2 separate regions of the Rattus norvegicus genome follow, and region 2 is linked to region 1. The links are chromatin contacts, called in public Hi-C maps. All regions are on one chromosome and are shown on one strand. Each heading gives the region's core, a stretch centred on a gene start, on an enhancer-like site or on the middle of the called end of the contact. The rest is flanking DNA. Distances are from core to core; before and after follow the strand shown.

What was found. A called contact is a pair of places that touch in the nucleus more often than the background predicts.
Region 2: a Hi-C map of Schwann cells shows a contact between it and region 1, with 8 times the contacts expected there. The contact joins the promoter of Ccdc74a here to the enhancer-like site in region 1. A contact is called at or near these places in 9 of 12 Hi-C or Micro-C datasets (the A7r5 cell line, Schwann cells, frontal cortex and 5 more).

The regions. Positions count from the first base shown.
Region 1 is chr11:96,675,686-96,683,146 of GRCr8, reverse strand. Scarf2 (scavenger receptor class F, member 2) reads left to right here. Exons shown (of 11, transcript NM_001105864.1): 10 at 584-736; 11 at 1,361-2,904. The coding sequence ends at 2,193. Among named protein-coding and RNA genes, the nearest start is that of Scarf2, 12 kb to the left of the region's middle. Within about 2 kb of position 4,441, at least 14 of the 93 cell types and tissues checked have an H3K27ac peak or open chromatin away from gene starts, as enhancers often do. A contact at or near this core is called in Schwann cells, where this site is marked.
Region 2 is chr11:96,861,638-96,869,098 of GRCr8, reverse strand. It overlaps Ccdc74a (coiled-coil domain containing 74A), which reads left to right and starts at 4,559. Exons shown (of 8, transcript NM_001419901.1): 1 at 4,559-4,856; 2 at 5,722-5,766; 3 at 6,198-6,257; 4 at 6,969-7,134. The coding sequence starts at 4,598. LOC120095812 (U6 spliceosomal RNA) reads left to right here and starts at 3,408; the gene lies at 3,408-3,514. It overlaps Smpd4 (sphingomyelin phosphodiesterase 4), which reads left to right. Exons shown (of 20, transcript NM_001167806.2): 17 at 198-431; 18 at 531-662; 19 at 776-904; 20 at 1,104-2,294. The coding sequence ends at 1,433.

The DNA of each region.
Region 1 (7,461 bases), core at 3,192-5,691:
GCGCAAGGCCCTGGGTTCGGTCCCCAGCTCCGAAAAAAAAGAAAAAAAAAAAAGCCTTTAAAGACTGTTACTCATTTTGCGTGTATGGGTGTTTTGCCTTCATGTATGTGTGCATCACTTGTGTGTCTGTGGGAGTTACCAATGGTTGTACGCTACCATGAGGGTTCTGGGAATCGAATCCAGAACTTCTGGAAGAACAGCCAGTGTCCTTAACCATTTCTCCAGTTCTTTGTTTGGTGTTTGAGACAGGGTCTCATCCTGTAGGCCAGGCTGTCACGAACTCAGCTGAGTAGCCTAGGCTAGCCTCAAGCTAACGCTGATGCACCTTCCTCAGGCTTTCAAGTTCTTGGGTTACAGGCCCGTACTTCCTTATCCTACTTCCTTCATACTTCCCTTTTCTGGGTTTCCTTGCTACCCATTCTTCAGCCCTGGTCTAATGTGACTCTGTTGAGTGTCATGTCCCACCTTCAGTCTTCTGGAGGGGGCTGGTCATGACCACTTCATTCGTGGTTAGCGAATTAAGAGTACAGACTGGGAAAAGGCGAGGTCCCTCGCACCCTGCCTCACTTATTTTCCCCTCCAGTGGCCCATCATGACTTAGACAACACGCTCAACTGCAGTTTCCTGGAACCACCTTCAGGGCTGGAGCAGCCCTCTCCATCATGGTCCTCCAGGGCCTCCTTCTCATCATTTGACACCACAGATGAAGGCCCTGTGTACTGTGTGCCCCACGAGGGTGAGTGTGACGCTGCATAGATGTCCCTCTAGCACAACGGAATGGTCTTGCTGTCTATGTTGGAGGTCCATGGGGATTAGGGCACCAAGAAGCTAAGAACTAGGAGTTGTTGGTCTCAGCTGCAAAGCTGAGATTCTGTGGGGTAAGTCATGGAGGGATAGGTAGCTCCCTTGTAACTGGTCAGCCATACTAACTTCTGGGGCTAGATCTAGATAAGGGCAGAGGAGACAGGAAGAATATAAGGTAGAGGGAAAGAAATGGCCTGTCCTACTTTGGTGCCACTAGGTGACTTTGGGCAAGTGACTGATGCTTCAACATCAGAAAAATTAAGTCTTAAAGGGCATAAATCCGCTTAAAGTCGACAATTGTGACCCCTGAGAGTGGGGTGTGGTGGGGTACAAAATCTAGAGCCTGAGCCCCGGAAAAAAAAATCCCTCATTCCCCAGCAGTAAGCCCACACCCTGGGGAATCCCACTAAGTTTGTGGTAATCCTGTGAATGTACCAGGTATGCCTGAATGACAGAGACAACTGGGCTCTGGCAGAGGAGAAAGGGTCACTCGTGGGGGTTGGCTCCACCAGTGCTATTAGATGTTGAGATTAGTTTCTTGTCCTACCCTTGTTAGAGGCGACTGCTGAGAACCGAGACCCAGAAGCTTCTGCCTCTCTCACTGAGGTGCCCGCTGTGTCCCTAGCGCCCATGGGCACTTCGGTGCCCGGGGATGAGGCAGCAGCCCTCCCTGCATCCTCAGACAGCGAGCGCTCAGCATCAAGCGTGGAGGGGCCGGGCGGGGCGCTGTACGCGCGTGTGGCCCGGCGCGAGGCCCGGCCGGCCCGGACCCGATGTGAGGCTGGGGGCTTGTCACTGTCCCCATCGCCCGAGCGCAGGAAGCCACCGCCACCCGACCCTGCCACCAAGCCTAAGGTGTCCTGGATCCACGGCAAGCAAGGCGCCGTGGCCGCTGCACCTTCGCCGCCGCCCGCAGGCCGCAAGGCTGCGCCGAGCCCTAGCGGGAGGAAACGGACCCCCAGCAACATGTCGGTGCAGCCCCCGGGCCTGACCGAAGAAGCCACCGGCCCGGCCTCACCCACGCCACCCCGCGCCCGAGCGCGCGGCCGCGGCCCGGGTCTCTTGGAGCCCACGGACGCGGGAGGTCCCCCGCGCAGTGCGCCCGAGGCCGCCTCTATGCTGGCAGCCGAGCTGCGCGACAAGACTCGCAGCCTGGGTCGCGCCGAGAAGCCGCCGCCGCCTCAGAAGGCCAAGCGCTCCGTGCTCCCGGCGTCGACCGCCCGCGCGGCTTCGGCGTCCGAAGCCTCGGCGTCTGAGAAGGTGGCAGCCAGCGCACCTGAGCCCGAGACACCTCGGAAGAAGACCCCCATCCAGAAACCGCCTCGAAAGAAGAGCAGGGAGGCTGCGGGGGAGCCGAGCAGGGCGGGCGCGGCCCCCGGAGCTTCCTAGGCTCGCAGCCCCAGGAGCCACTGCGTTTCTCACCGTCGTTTCCCCGCGCAGTCGCAGCGAAGGCATTTCATTGGCCCGAGCGCCCAGTGCCCGCTCGAGCCTGTGTCTGATTGGCTTAGGCTCCAGCAGCCTCCACGTGGTTGGATCTGCCCTTGGGCCTCGCAGACACTTAGCTGGCTACCCGCTCCCACTAGCAAACTTGTGGAGCTTTTTTAGTAATCTGCGTCTCCTTGGCCATAGCTTGAGGAGTCTACAGACTTCTTACTGGCCAAGAAGAGTGTTCTTGCCTGGGCCACCTTGTCATTGGCCGATGCCAGCAGCGCTTCTGCTTCTTGGCTGCCTCTCATTTGCCAAGGCCTGGTGCCTATGGCTGTAGGGTCTTTTTCTTTGTAGATAGTCAGAGGTTGCTTCCATTAACTGGGCTCCCCAGTATCTGGTTGACCCAAACCTGGGGAGCAGAGCTGGTTTCTGCTCCTCAGGGGGCTCAGCCATGTTGGCTTGTCCCCTTCCCACTCACTCATGCCAGCCCTGGTCCCTCAGCCATCGAGCTGGTTTTGATGGCTTCCTATCACCCCACGAGGGAACCCCAGGGGCTACTCTGGTGGCCGTAGATGTATTTATAGGCCCCGGGCAGGGCTTCTCCCTTCCCATCTGAGGCCTTCAGGATGGGCTCCTCCTAGCAGGCCAAAGCTTTCTTTAATAAAATGCTTCTCCCCACTCCCAGTGCTCTAATTACTTCCTGCTGGAGGTTGTGGAGCACAGATGACCTCTTATGGAACCTGTATGCAGCATCTTCTGGACTCCTGCAGTTAAATGGAACCTTGGAGTTCCCCCGGTGCGGGTCTCCAGGAACGACACGAAAATATGCCAATTCCGCCAGTCCTGAACTACCGCTTGGAAGAAAAGGGATCTGTGCTGGGGGGATCCAGAAGTCAGAACTGTTTCTGGTGAGACAGAGGTGAGGGCAAGGGACACTGTGCAGTGCGCCCAGACTCCAGCCAGGCCTCACAAAGCAGCCTGTCCCTGCTTGCTCCCATAGGTGCCTTGTCCTGAATGAAAACCTCCCTACCTCATCTCCACGTGCTCCAGCAGGGGAAGAAAGGGAAGGTAGCCTGCTTGGCCTTCTCTGGAGCCATTTGTCTGCCCCCATCCCACCCTAGCACCTTTACGTCTCCCGGCAGGCTCCTAACGGCCTTTCTGAGCCTTGGACCTCTGGTCTTCAGGGATCCTACTGGCCTTAGTTTCTGAAAGCCATCTGTCTTGGTTCCTTCTAGCCCCCTACCTCCAGCAGACTCTCTTCCTGTCTCTAGTATCTTTTTTGTTGTTAGGACAGGGTATGAACTTAAACTTCTGCCCCAGCTTTCCAAGTGGGAAGCCATGTGGATGCTGGGTATCCAATTTAAAAAAAAACCAAAACAACAACAACAAAAATGCTCCTATCTTCAGAGCCAACTCTCCGGCACTTTCTCCTATCTGCTTATGCCCAGTTTAAATTTTCATTCTGTCAACAGCTTCCTAGCTTCAAGTATCATCCATGTTGGCAGCTCCCGGGGCCTCTTTTTGGCCAGGCCCTTGTTCTCTGGCCACATAGTACTCTGAGGTCAGCTTTGGTCCCATACAGGGATTCAGCCACCAGAGGGGAGACAGCGTCCAGAGCAGCTGATGGATACAGTGCCCTAAGCTGGCCTGGCTGGGCAGCTTGTGGTTGGCAGCCCTGTTGTCTCTGTGCCAGATGCTTCCCTCGGCCAGGCAGGCACCTTCCTGCTGTGCTCTTGTGGTTTGATTGGCCTTGGATCCATCGAGGCACTAAGTCATACTAGCTGCCAGGGCTGACGTCAGGCGCAGCGCCAGGCAGAAAGGGGCAGAGGCAGGACAGTCAGTGTCGTGTGGAACATTGTTTGGCCCCACTCTTACTCATTCTGTGTCCCTACCAAGCCGTCCTGCCACAATGGCCTCTCACTCAGTTCCTTATTCCACACCTCCATTTCCTTAGTCTGCACTGGTATGATTTGGGCAGTTCAGGAATGTCTCGGTGCTGGCCTGGGGCCTTTCCTCCCACTGTCCAGGAAACCTGACCTGCAGGAGCCTCTCTGTGGGCCTCTCCTGGACAGAGACCAGTGCTTCCCATCATCCGCCAGTCCTGCTGCCTGTCCCCTAGGAGAGTTCCCCTTAAATGTCTTTCACCACCCAGTATTCCCCACCCCCTCTGGGCTTGCACTAGTGCCAGCTCTCGGGGCAGGCGCCACAAAAGGGAACCACGACTGCTGGAACCTCGGTTGCCATGGGGACGGGGACCACAGAGCTCACATCTGGTAGTAATTGAGGAGGAAAAATTATGAGTGGTGGAAAACGCAAATATTTTTTTGTAGCACAGAGCACAAAGGAATGTGGGGACTGGAGAGGGGCCTGGGCTCCGTCTGGTTTCCAGCAGGATGTAGCACACATCACTCAGAGAGGCCAGGCTGTGCCAGACAGCTCATACATGCACACACACCAGCAGTTTCTGTCTTGTGGTACACATACCTTTGCCACTAGATGCATGGAAATACCAACACAGTGCAACACACACGAATGTGCAACAAACCAGAGTAACTCAGAAACACAGAACAAACACGTGGCCGTGTGTGCCCTATGTAACTGCATCCAAATTAAAAGAGACAAATACTCATGGCTCCAGAACTCCCTGGGACACACAGAGGCACCCAGACACACCATCTGCTAGAAATGGACCTTCATGTCCAGTACAAATGGGCAGCAGCACGGTGCATGCAGACCAAGGGACACAGACTGTGCCACACACATGTCTAGACAGCCATAGTCATGCAGAGAGGACTGCCAGCCCTCAGAATACACAAACGAAGGGCAGGGAATACACAGCAAATCCAACAGACATGGGAACACAAGACACCCTACAGCACATGGGCTTCAGGCATGGTGAAGAATCAGACCATACCCTGTGAATCACATGGGCCACCTGGTGCGTGGAAACTGAATTCCTTGAAGCATGCCTACACATAATTCATGGTGCAATGAAAACAGAGGCAAGTTCTGATCCCACACACATAGCCACTACACACAGAAACAGGCAACAAACATGCCACACACTCACCAAACATGTTCTCTGTAACACATACCTCTCTGTACTAGACAAAATGTCAACACGTACCCAGCACTTCACCACACTCAGGAGCCTGCATTTCAACCTGTCACACCGACACCACGGTCACCTGACAAAAACATTGAGAGACACCCCTCTGCTATCTCTGAAACACACAGCAGACACAGACACAGTGACATGATCTGTAACAACCACACATTCTACCAAAGCCAATAGATACAAAAGACTACATGCACACACACACACACACACACACACACACACACACACACACACACACCATGACCTCCTGATGTACAAACACACAAAAAAGACTCAGAAAAGCGTATTCAGTCCATAAGTAAACACACATGTGCAGCATGGCCACACAGTAACCAACTAAACCTGGAGGTGTGCATACTCCTGAAACACAGCCGGATGTGTTGGAAGTTACCTGAGTTCTGTGATCCAGAAGAGCAGGGGGTGTAGCATGCACAATGTCCTGGTTCAATCCCCAGCATCACCAAAATGAACAAGACAAGCAACAACAACAAAACAAGGGGGACAGAGGGAACAGAAAGTTGATCAGGATAAGGTAACAGGTCTTCTATATTTGCAAAGACTTGGGCTGAATAATGGACCTTCTTAGCCACTGAAGCTCCAGCAACCTCTGACTAGCGTGGCTGCTGGGGGTGGGTGGCTACAGAAGGATCAGTGAACACAGTAGGTATGAGCTTCTTGTTGCACACAGCAGCATAGGATACACCCCCAAGGACTTTTTTCCCCCCCAGGTGGTGTTTCATTAAGCTCAGGCTAGCCTTGAACTAGCTTTGTAGCTGAAGATGACTTGAGCTTCTGATCCCCTAACCCCCAGCTGCTGGGATTCATGTCTGGTTTATACAGTGCTAGGAATCATGGTGTTTGCCATGTCTGGTTTATACAGGGCTAGGGATCGAACTCAGAACTTTGTTCAAGCCAAGTAAGCGCTCTACCAACTAAGCCACGTTCCTGAGTAAGGAACATACGTTCCTAAGCTGTGTTCAGTGGCTTTATAATTCTCATTTTATGTGTATGAATGTTTGCCTGGTACCTGTGGAGCTTAGAAGAGGGTGTCAGATCTCTTGGAACTGGAGTTCAAATAGGTGGCTGTGAGCTACCATGTGGACGGTGGGACTTAAACTCAGGTCTTCTGAAAGAGCAGCTGGAGCTCTTAACTGTTCACTCATCTCTCCAGCCCACCCCAAACCCTATTATTTTTAAAGACAGGGTCTTACTATGTAGCCCTTGCTGTCTTGGAATTCTGTGTAGTCTAGGCTCGAACTCACAGAGCTACACCTGCCTCTGTCCCCTGGGATTAAAGGTGTGTACCACAACGTCCAGCTTACAGTGGCTTTTTATTACTGCTTTTCTGTACACTTTAAAGCACATTGAGTGAGTGTTTAAAGCATTCATTCTAGAGGCATGACATTAGGCATTTTCTTTCTTTTTTTTTTTTTTTTTTTTTTTTGTTGTTGTTGTTGTTGTTGTTCTTTTTTTCGGAGCTGGGGATCGAACCCAGGGCCTTGCACTTCCTAGGCAAGCGCTCTACCACTGAGCTAAATCCCCAACCCCTGACATTAGGCATTTTCAATCACTCTGCTGTCCCTTATGTGGCAGGACACCCTTGATATTTTAGGGCTAGAGACGGGACCTTTTTGAACACGTTGAAATCCATTGTTAGCAAGGTAGAACTGTTCTAATGGTGCCATCTAGTGGTGAACACCAGCAACACCTGGAGCAGAAATGAGTCCTCGTAGAAAAATAACCCAGGGTGTGTTGCTAGGAGAGGACACTGAGGTGGGGATCCCAGGCTCAGGTCTTTGACCAAAGTTGGCAGTAGCCAGCTAGGGGAGAAGCTCAGAGATTGCTAGATGCTGGTGGTCTGGTGGGGTAGGAGTGGCAAGGACAGGAAGACACAGGGAAGTGAGGCAAGAGAGGTGAGGTGGGGGGTGAGTTGCACTGCCCACCTTGAGGGCACCTTCCAGACTCACAGACCTTCTGCTAGGCTTCTGTTTTTAAACTTAAAAATAATTATAGTGTTATGTGATGTGCGTGCACATCTCAGTGCAGGCACAAGATGCCATCGTGTACTGTGGCGGTCAGAGGCCAGCTTTGGAGAGGCAGAGCTCCCC
Region 2 (7,461 bases), core at 3,310-5,809, 190 kb before region 1:
AGGAAGGCTGGGGACTGAGTGGATGGTCTAAGTATAATGGCTAGTTTTTTTTCTCATATGAAGATTGTCCACCCAATTAATCATAAGATGTTCCTTTTCCCTCGGGGACACTCCTAGAGCTGATTCCTCAGGGCTACCCTGCCCAGTGGCAGTGACAGCACCTCTGGTGGGCGCTTGAGCCTGTGCCTTTCTTGCAGGTCTTGCGCCTTGCTCAGCTCATCACACAGGCCAAGCAGACTGCCAAGTCCATCTCTGATCAGTGTGTGGAGAGCCCAACTGGCCGCTCCTTCCTGTCATGGCTGGGTTTTGGCTCCACAGACACAAATAGCTGGTACCCAGCCAATGACCCGGATGAAATGGGTCAGGACAGCATCCGCAAGACAGACGAGTACCTAGAGAAGGCCCTGGAGTACCTGCGCCAGATATTCCGGGTATGTCCTGTGCAGGTCCCTCTGTGAGGGTCAGTCAGTGGGCTGAAGAGCTCTCCCTCCCTTCCCTTTCGAGTTGAAAGCAGAGGCCTCTCTCTCCAGCTCAGCGAAGCCCAGCTGGCCCAGCTCACACTCGCCCTGGGGAATGCTCGGGACGAGAATGGGAAGCAGCAGCTCCCAGACTGTATTGTGGGGGAAGAAGGACTCATTCTCACACCCTTGGGCCGATACCAGGTAAACGATCTCTGTCACAAGGGGCATATGATGATGGGCACATGATCTGTTCTTGCCCAAGTCATTTACAAGGATATACTTTTGGAATTATTCCCACTGCTTTTGGCTTCTAGATCATCAATGGTCTGCGAAGGTTCGAGATTGAGTACCAGGGGGACTTAGAGCTGCAGCCCATCCGGAGCTATGAAATCACTAGTCTGGTCCGTGCACTCTTCCGGCTGTCTTCTGCCATCAACCGCAGAGTAAGTGGGACAGCTGGGAGGCCCTAGACATAGCTTCCCGAGCACTCCTGCCCTGGGCAGCATCTTCCCCTTCACAGCCCTGCTTGATCCTGCGAGACATGGGTGGGAGTGAGCCTGTGAGAATCAGTTGGCCCCAGAGGTGCCCTGGAAGGGAGGGTGCTCTGTGTCCCCAACTGCTGAGTCCTTGTTTGTTCTCCAGTGTGCAGGACAGATGGCAGCTCTGTGCTCCCGGAATGACTTCCTTGGCAGCTTCTGTCGCTACCACCTCACTGAGCCTGCCTTGAGCAACAGACACCTGCTGAGCCCTGTGGGGCGGAGGCAGGTCACCACCCCTGCACGGGGCCCCAGACTCAGCCTCCGTTTCCTGGGCAGTTACCGGACACTGCTCCTGCTCCTGATGGCCTTCTTTGTGGCTTCTCTGTTCTGCATCGGGCCCCTGCCCTGCTCCTTGCTCCTGGTCCTAGGGTATATCCTCTACGCCATAGCTATGACACTGCTCACTGAGCGGGGGAAGCTGCACCAGCTCTGAGCTGCTGGCCATTCTCTCCTGAGTAGATTGTGGCAGGCTTCTTAGAAGCCAGGAAGAGAGGGATAGGTCATCTTCAGAGTCTTTGGGAGTAGTTTCCCTGCAGTGGTGGAGTTATTCAAAAGAATGTAGAGTTGGAAGGGAGAGTGATCCAGGCAGGCCTGATACGGAGGGAAGTGTCAGCAGGTTCATGAGCTGTTCTGTAAGACAATCAGTGCTCGCCATGGGTCCTCACCCTCAGTCCAAGGGCCCACAAGCATCTGAGCTAGAATTCAAGGGCTTTGTGACCATTTCACGATTCTGCCGTACAGAGTTCAGGAGCTAGTGTACCCACAGCAGGCTCTAGTTCTAGGCTCTGGGAGCTGCTCCTGTGTGGGTCTCTCTGAGGTGGGCAGGATGGGTTGTGATATTTTTTCTACTGGGCATGCAATACCAGGGCAGCAGCTCAGTATCTACTCCAGAGGAGAAGCAAAGTTCTTAAGAGACTGAGCTTGGGGGTGGAGCTGGGTCCTGCCAGCCTCTGTGGACACAACTCAGCAGCATTTGGTTCTGCCTGTAAAACCAAGGAATTTAAGAGAACATCAAGTTTGTAACAACACTACGAAAAAAACCACCTTCACATCAAAGCTAAGACACCAAAGGCCTGGAATTCATCCTGCAGGTGGCGCTGCAGCGCCATCACCATGCTGCTCGTAACCCGCCCTTTGTTTTGGGTTTTTTACAGAAAAAAAAAAAAAACCTTTTTTTCTTCAAGCTTATCACTGGGCTTTGTATTTTGATGTAACTTCATCATGGGACCCATAACCAAAAGTCAGCCCTGAACACAGCTGACCAAGTCCAAATAAACCATTCTTGCTTCAGAGATCGTCTGGGCTGAATCTCTGGCACTTGGGAACCGCTCAGCAAGCTCCTGGACACAGCACCTCCTTACCCTGTGATGCTGTTCTTTCTTCCTGAAAGTCCTGTTTCCTCCCCAGGGCATGTTGGATTCAACTTGAGAAACAAGGCCATGGCAGACTAACCCTGAGGTGGGGGGCAGGCCCTATGGTGCTCTGAGAACTGACTTCCCTGCACAACACCAGAGAACAAATACTTCATTAGCTTCCAGAAACTTTCTCTTTTCTTAATGTCATTTTTATTTTATGTGAGTGAGTGTTACTTGTGTGTGTCTGCTCATCAACATGTACGCATTGCGGAAGGAGGCCAGAAGAGGGTGTTGATGGGTGCTGGAGACCAAACTCTTCTGTACTGTTCTTAAGCAACTGCTGAGCCATCTCCTCAGCCTCCAGAAACTTAAGAGTCATGGGCAGATGGATCTGATCTATGCTAGCCAGCTCCAGGCCAGCATCTTCCTGGGAGTACAACCCCCTTATGGTGGGAAGGACAGTTGCCATTTGAGTGTCCCTGAATGACTAGCCCTTATCAATAACCCTATCAATATTTCTCTTTTGTGTGTGGGGCAGAGATAATTTCTCTGTGTAGCCCAGGCTGGCCTCGAACTCAAAGATTCTCCTGCTTATGCTTCCCAGGTGTTGGGATCAAAGATTTGTGCCTATCGATATGTATGAGATGAATCTTTTTAATTTTTTATTTATTTTTTACTCTTATAGTTTTACACACACACACAGGTCATATCTACCCCTCCAAGTCCCCCTGCAGTTTAGGGTTTTTTTTAGATTGATTTAATGGGGTGCGGGGGACTACAGTACATGCATATGTGCCATGGTGTATGTATGTAAGTCAGAGCAGAAGTTGAAGGAGATTGCTATCTCCTCTCATGTGGGTTTGAGGAATGGAACTAGGTTAGGCTTTGAAGCAAGTCTCACCTGCTGTCACAGTTAGCTTTCAGTTGTCAACTTGAACCATCTGGGAAAGGGACCTTTTCTTGATATAGACAAGCCTAGTCCACTGTGGGCAGTACCATCCCTAGGCAGGTAGGTCTGGGTGTTTGAGAAAGGAAGCTAGAAGGGAGCCGGGGTGCTTGCTTTGGCAACACACATACTAAAATTGGAATGATACAGAGAAGATTAGCATGGCCCCTGAGCAAGGATGACACGCAGATTCGTGAAGCGTTCCATATTTAAAAAAATAAAAAGGGGGAGCTGGGGAGGAAGCCCCAAGCAGTATTCTTTCTTTGGTGTCTGCTTCCAGCTCCTGCCTTGAGTTCCTTCTTGGCTTCTGTCCATGATAGACCTGTAAGCTAAAATAAACCCTCTGATCCATTTTGCTTTTGGTCATGGTGTTTATCACAACAAAAAGTAGGATGCTCATTGGGAGGTGACTTGCATAGCCTTCTCTTAGACGTTTAATTTCCAAACCAGGCATGGTGGTACATTCCATTAATCTCAGGATTCAAAAGAAGCAGAAGCAGATCTCTTGAGTTTGAAGCCAGCCAGGCCTATATAGCTAAACTGTCATTCATACAGACAGACAGACAGACAGACAGACAGACAGACATAAATCTGCCATGTCATTAAGTAAATGGCCTGGTTTTCAAGTGGGTAAGAGATGAGCCAGCAGTTAAGAGAGCTCCCCCACCCCTTTCTATACCCACAAAGATTCTGTGAGTGTTGGAAGATTTTTTGAAACTATTACTATGTATCCAAAAAAATGAACTATTAAAACGAAAAACTAAGACCAACTCTAAAAGCCAGTGCTTTGGTTTACATCTATAATCCCGGTTTACACGGTGAATATTACAAACTAGTTTCACTTTGAACCTGGTTCAAAAGTAAAAGGGGACTAGGGTCATGGCTCAGATGATACAGTGTTTTCTGCCCAAACAGGAGGACCCAAATTCGGGTCCCTAGCACCCATATGAGAAGTGGGGAGGGAAGGCGCACACCCGGGGATCCTCGCTCTAGGAGGCGGGGAAATGGGAAGATCCTGGGGCTCATGGGCCAGCCCAGCTAGCCACAAGACCTCTTCTCAAAAGCTATGAGGTGGGGAGGCCCGACGTCGAGCGCTGGTCTTCACACGCACACGCATGGGTACGCACACGGCACACAGAGCACTGTAACAAGACCTAAGGTCCCGACAGGTTCCGCCGAACGCCGCGACAGGCCCCGCCCCGCGTCGCGCCCACCCCGTCCTCTCCGGCGCGCCCGTTCCCATGGCGACCGGGTGCCAGGCTCCAGCAGCCAGTACTGAGCGGCGGCAACGCCTTCATGAGCGGGGCCGGGCTGGCGGCCGGGGCGCGGCCCCTCAGCTCCGCGGCCCCAGGCTCCCGGGGTGCGGCCCGCCTACGCCCGCGCCCTCCCGCCGGCCCGCAGCACGCGGGGACACAGCCGCCTCCCCTCGGGCTCAGCGAGGCACAGAAGCGGATCCTGGACCTGGAAAAGAGCCTGCAGTTCCTACAGCAGCAGCACTCGGAGACGCTGGTCAAACTCCACGAGGAAATCGAGCACTTGAAACGGGAGAACAAGGGTGAGCCACTGGGTGCTGACCCAGCATTTACAGCCTGAAGGTCGTGGCCATCAACTCTGAACAGTCTCCGGGTGCGGGGAAGGACGCGGGAGACTTCTCTTCGGTAGGGCCTGCCAACAGGCTCAGTCCTCCTGTGTCCACCAGCCCAGATGGACGCTGACCCTCTTGTGCACTGTGCAGGGCAGGGTGTGGTCCAGCTCGTTATTTAAAACTGTTGCCGAAGTTATACAGCACAGCAAATTCCAGTAAATGGTCACCAACTAAGCACATCCAGATTTTAGGCAGGGACTGCCAGGATGCTGCTCCACGTGGATCCCGTAAAGCCAGGGCACCCATTATGCTCCCCACCCCCAAGGCTTGGCCTACTCAGAACTTCAGGCCACCCCTGTGACATAACTGAGCTCTTCAGAAGACTGTCTACATCTCAGCTAGGGTTCCTCTGCTTCCTCCCATTCCATGCCTGTGCCTCAGTTTCTCCCTCTGGTGCTGTCTTTTCCAGGACTCCCAATGATTCTCTCACTGGGTATTTTATTACATTAGGACTCTGTTTGCTTGAGGCTCACCCCATGTCCAACTGACCAGCCCCATGTCACACCCCACTTACCATTGCCAGGGGCTCCTGGAAGGCTAGCCATCCCGTCTCACTTCAGCAGCCCTGCAGCCCTGCCCCTGCCTGGCCTGGTGGATGGGCACCTTGCAGGTGTTGGGGATGACAGGGATCAGCTAGAGGCATTTCTGGTCTGAGAGGCCCGAGGTAAAGGCTTGGTGGAAAAAGCTGGTGGGACCCATGGGAAGAGCAGGCCACACTTGTGCTCTGAGTGGCTGTAGATTTGAAGTGTGATAAGGAGTATTTGCTTGCTTTCAGATCTCCACTACAAGCTAATCATGAATGAGAAGCCTCAGAAAAAAGGTAGGACTCAGGTGCTTGCAGTGAGTTACCACTTATGTCTATCTGGTAGCACAGAGCCCTGCATGCTAACCCAGAAGGGACCAGTGCTGGGCACTTGGACAGGTGGCACTTTCCCCAGCCATAGCTGGCTGGCGGGCTCTCTGCACCAAAGGCATGGTCTGTGCAGTAGGGAGAGTGAGAAGGCGGCATACCCTCCATCTGCTGAGCAGAACCCCTGAAACAGGAGTGGCCTGGGCCCCCATTCCCTGGTAGGTTGATGGCTGTTGTGGTACCTGCTTCAGGTTCCCCAGCCCTGTACTACGGATCCCTCACACTCGAGGGAGGTGTTTCTCAGCACACTCCCTGTGTGGAACACAGCCCTGCTTGAGCACAGAGGGCCAGGCAGCAGGCAGAAGCAGGTTCTCAGGCTGAACGCTGCCTCTTCCTCACAGGCAGCATCTCCACATGGAGCCTTCACTCTGGCAAGTCCACCTCCAATTCCACAACATCCGGTGAGCCAGGGTCCAGGCTGGGCAGTCAGCGGGAGGTGTTGCCTAGAGTTTAAAACCCTCTTTCGCAAAGGGGGTGGTCCTGATATCCTATGTACAGAAACAACCAAGAAGGAGACTGGGCCCAGGAGTCCTTGAGGGGATGCTCTACAAGCAAGACAAGGCCTGGCTGTCAGAGTAGCACAGCCAGATGATGTAGCAGGCCCACCCAGGTAGGGTAGTGAGTGAGTAGCTGAGCCGTTAACAAAGGAACTCAAGTACCTTCCAAGTCTTCTCCCTATTTTCTCCCAGAGGAGGCTATGTGCTCCACCAAAGGCCCCCACAACCTACCCATGACATCTCAGGGACAAAATAAACAGAACCTCCTCTCCCATTGGCCTCCTATGGTAGGCTATGCAACTTCACTAGCAGCAGCCCCAGCTGACCAGGAGGCCTTGGAAAATAAATGCATGCAGGCCAGATGCCAGTCCCCTCTAGTTTGTTCCACCCCAAATGGAAGGCAGCAGTCCCACTGTGGCTTTTCTGGCACAGGCGGCAGGTGCCATCACAGGCTGCACTCTTCACACCTTATCCTCTGCATCCCTCCCGAAAGTGTTGAGTACAGCAGAGGAACTGGCGCAGGGTCAGGGCTTCTTGGGTACATTGGTTGATCCTAGAGAATGGGTCTGTGGCTCCCAAGGCCTTTAACGATAGCCCTGTTGGTGTGCCCTGCAGCCAACTCTCAAGGCAAGACCAGGCCCCAGCCCAACTCCTTCAAGAAACAAGAGCTGAAGTCTGACGCCCTCCAAAAGACAGACCTGGAAGAGCAGTCACTCAGCAGTGCTGCCCTGTCCCAAAGCAGCAAGCTGGACAGAGCCCCTGGGGCTCAGGGACAGGCCAAGTAAGGCCTGCTTGCACCTGAGGACCAGGCCTGCACCCCAAGGGCCCCAAGCTCACCCTTGATAGGTTTCCACCCTGGGACCAGCAGGCAACCTTGTTTCCATCTTGATGGACCTGACTCCATTATGATGAAAATGGGGTTCAGGAACCAGGGAGCTGCCAGGCTGCTGTCTCTATGCTGGGTACTACTTTGCTCTCTCCTGGGGGTCCTGCAGAGACCCCTGGCTAACCTCACCTACAGGGGACCAGTGGAAACCCCTAAATTACTGTTTGCTTAGAGAAGAGACCAAGAGACAAAGTGACTTGGTCCCCTCTGCTTGCTTGGAGG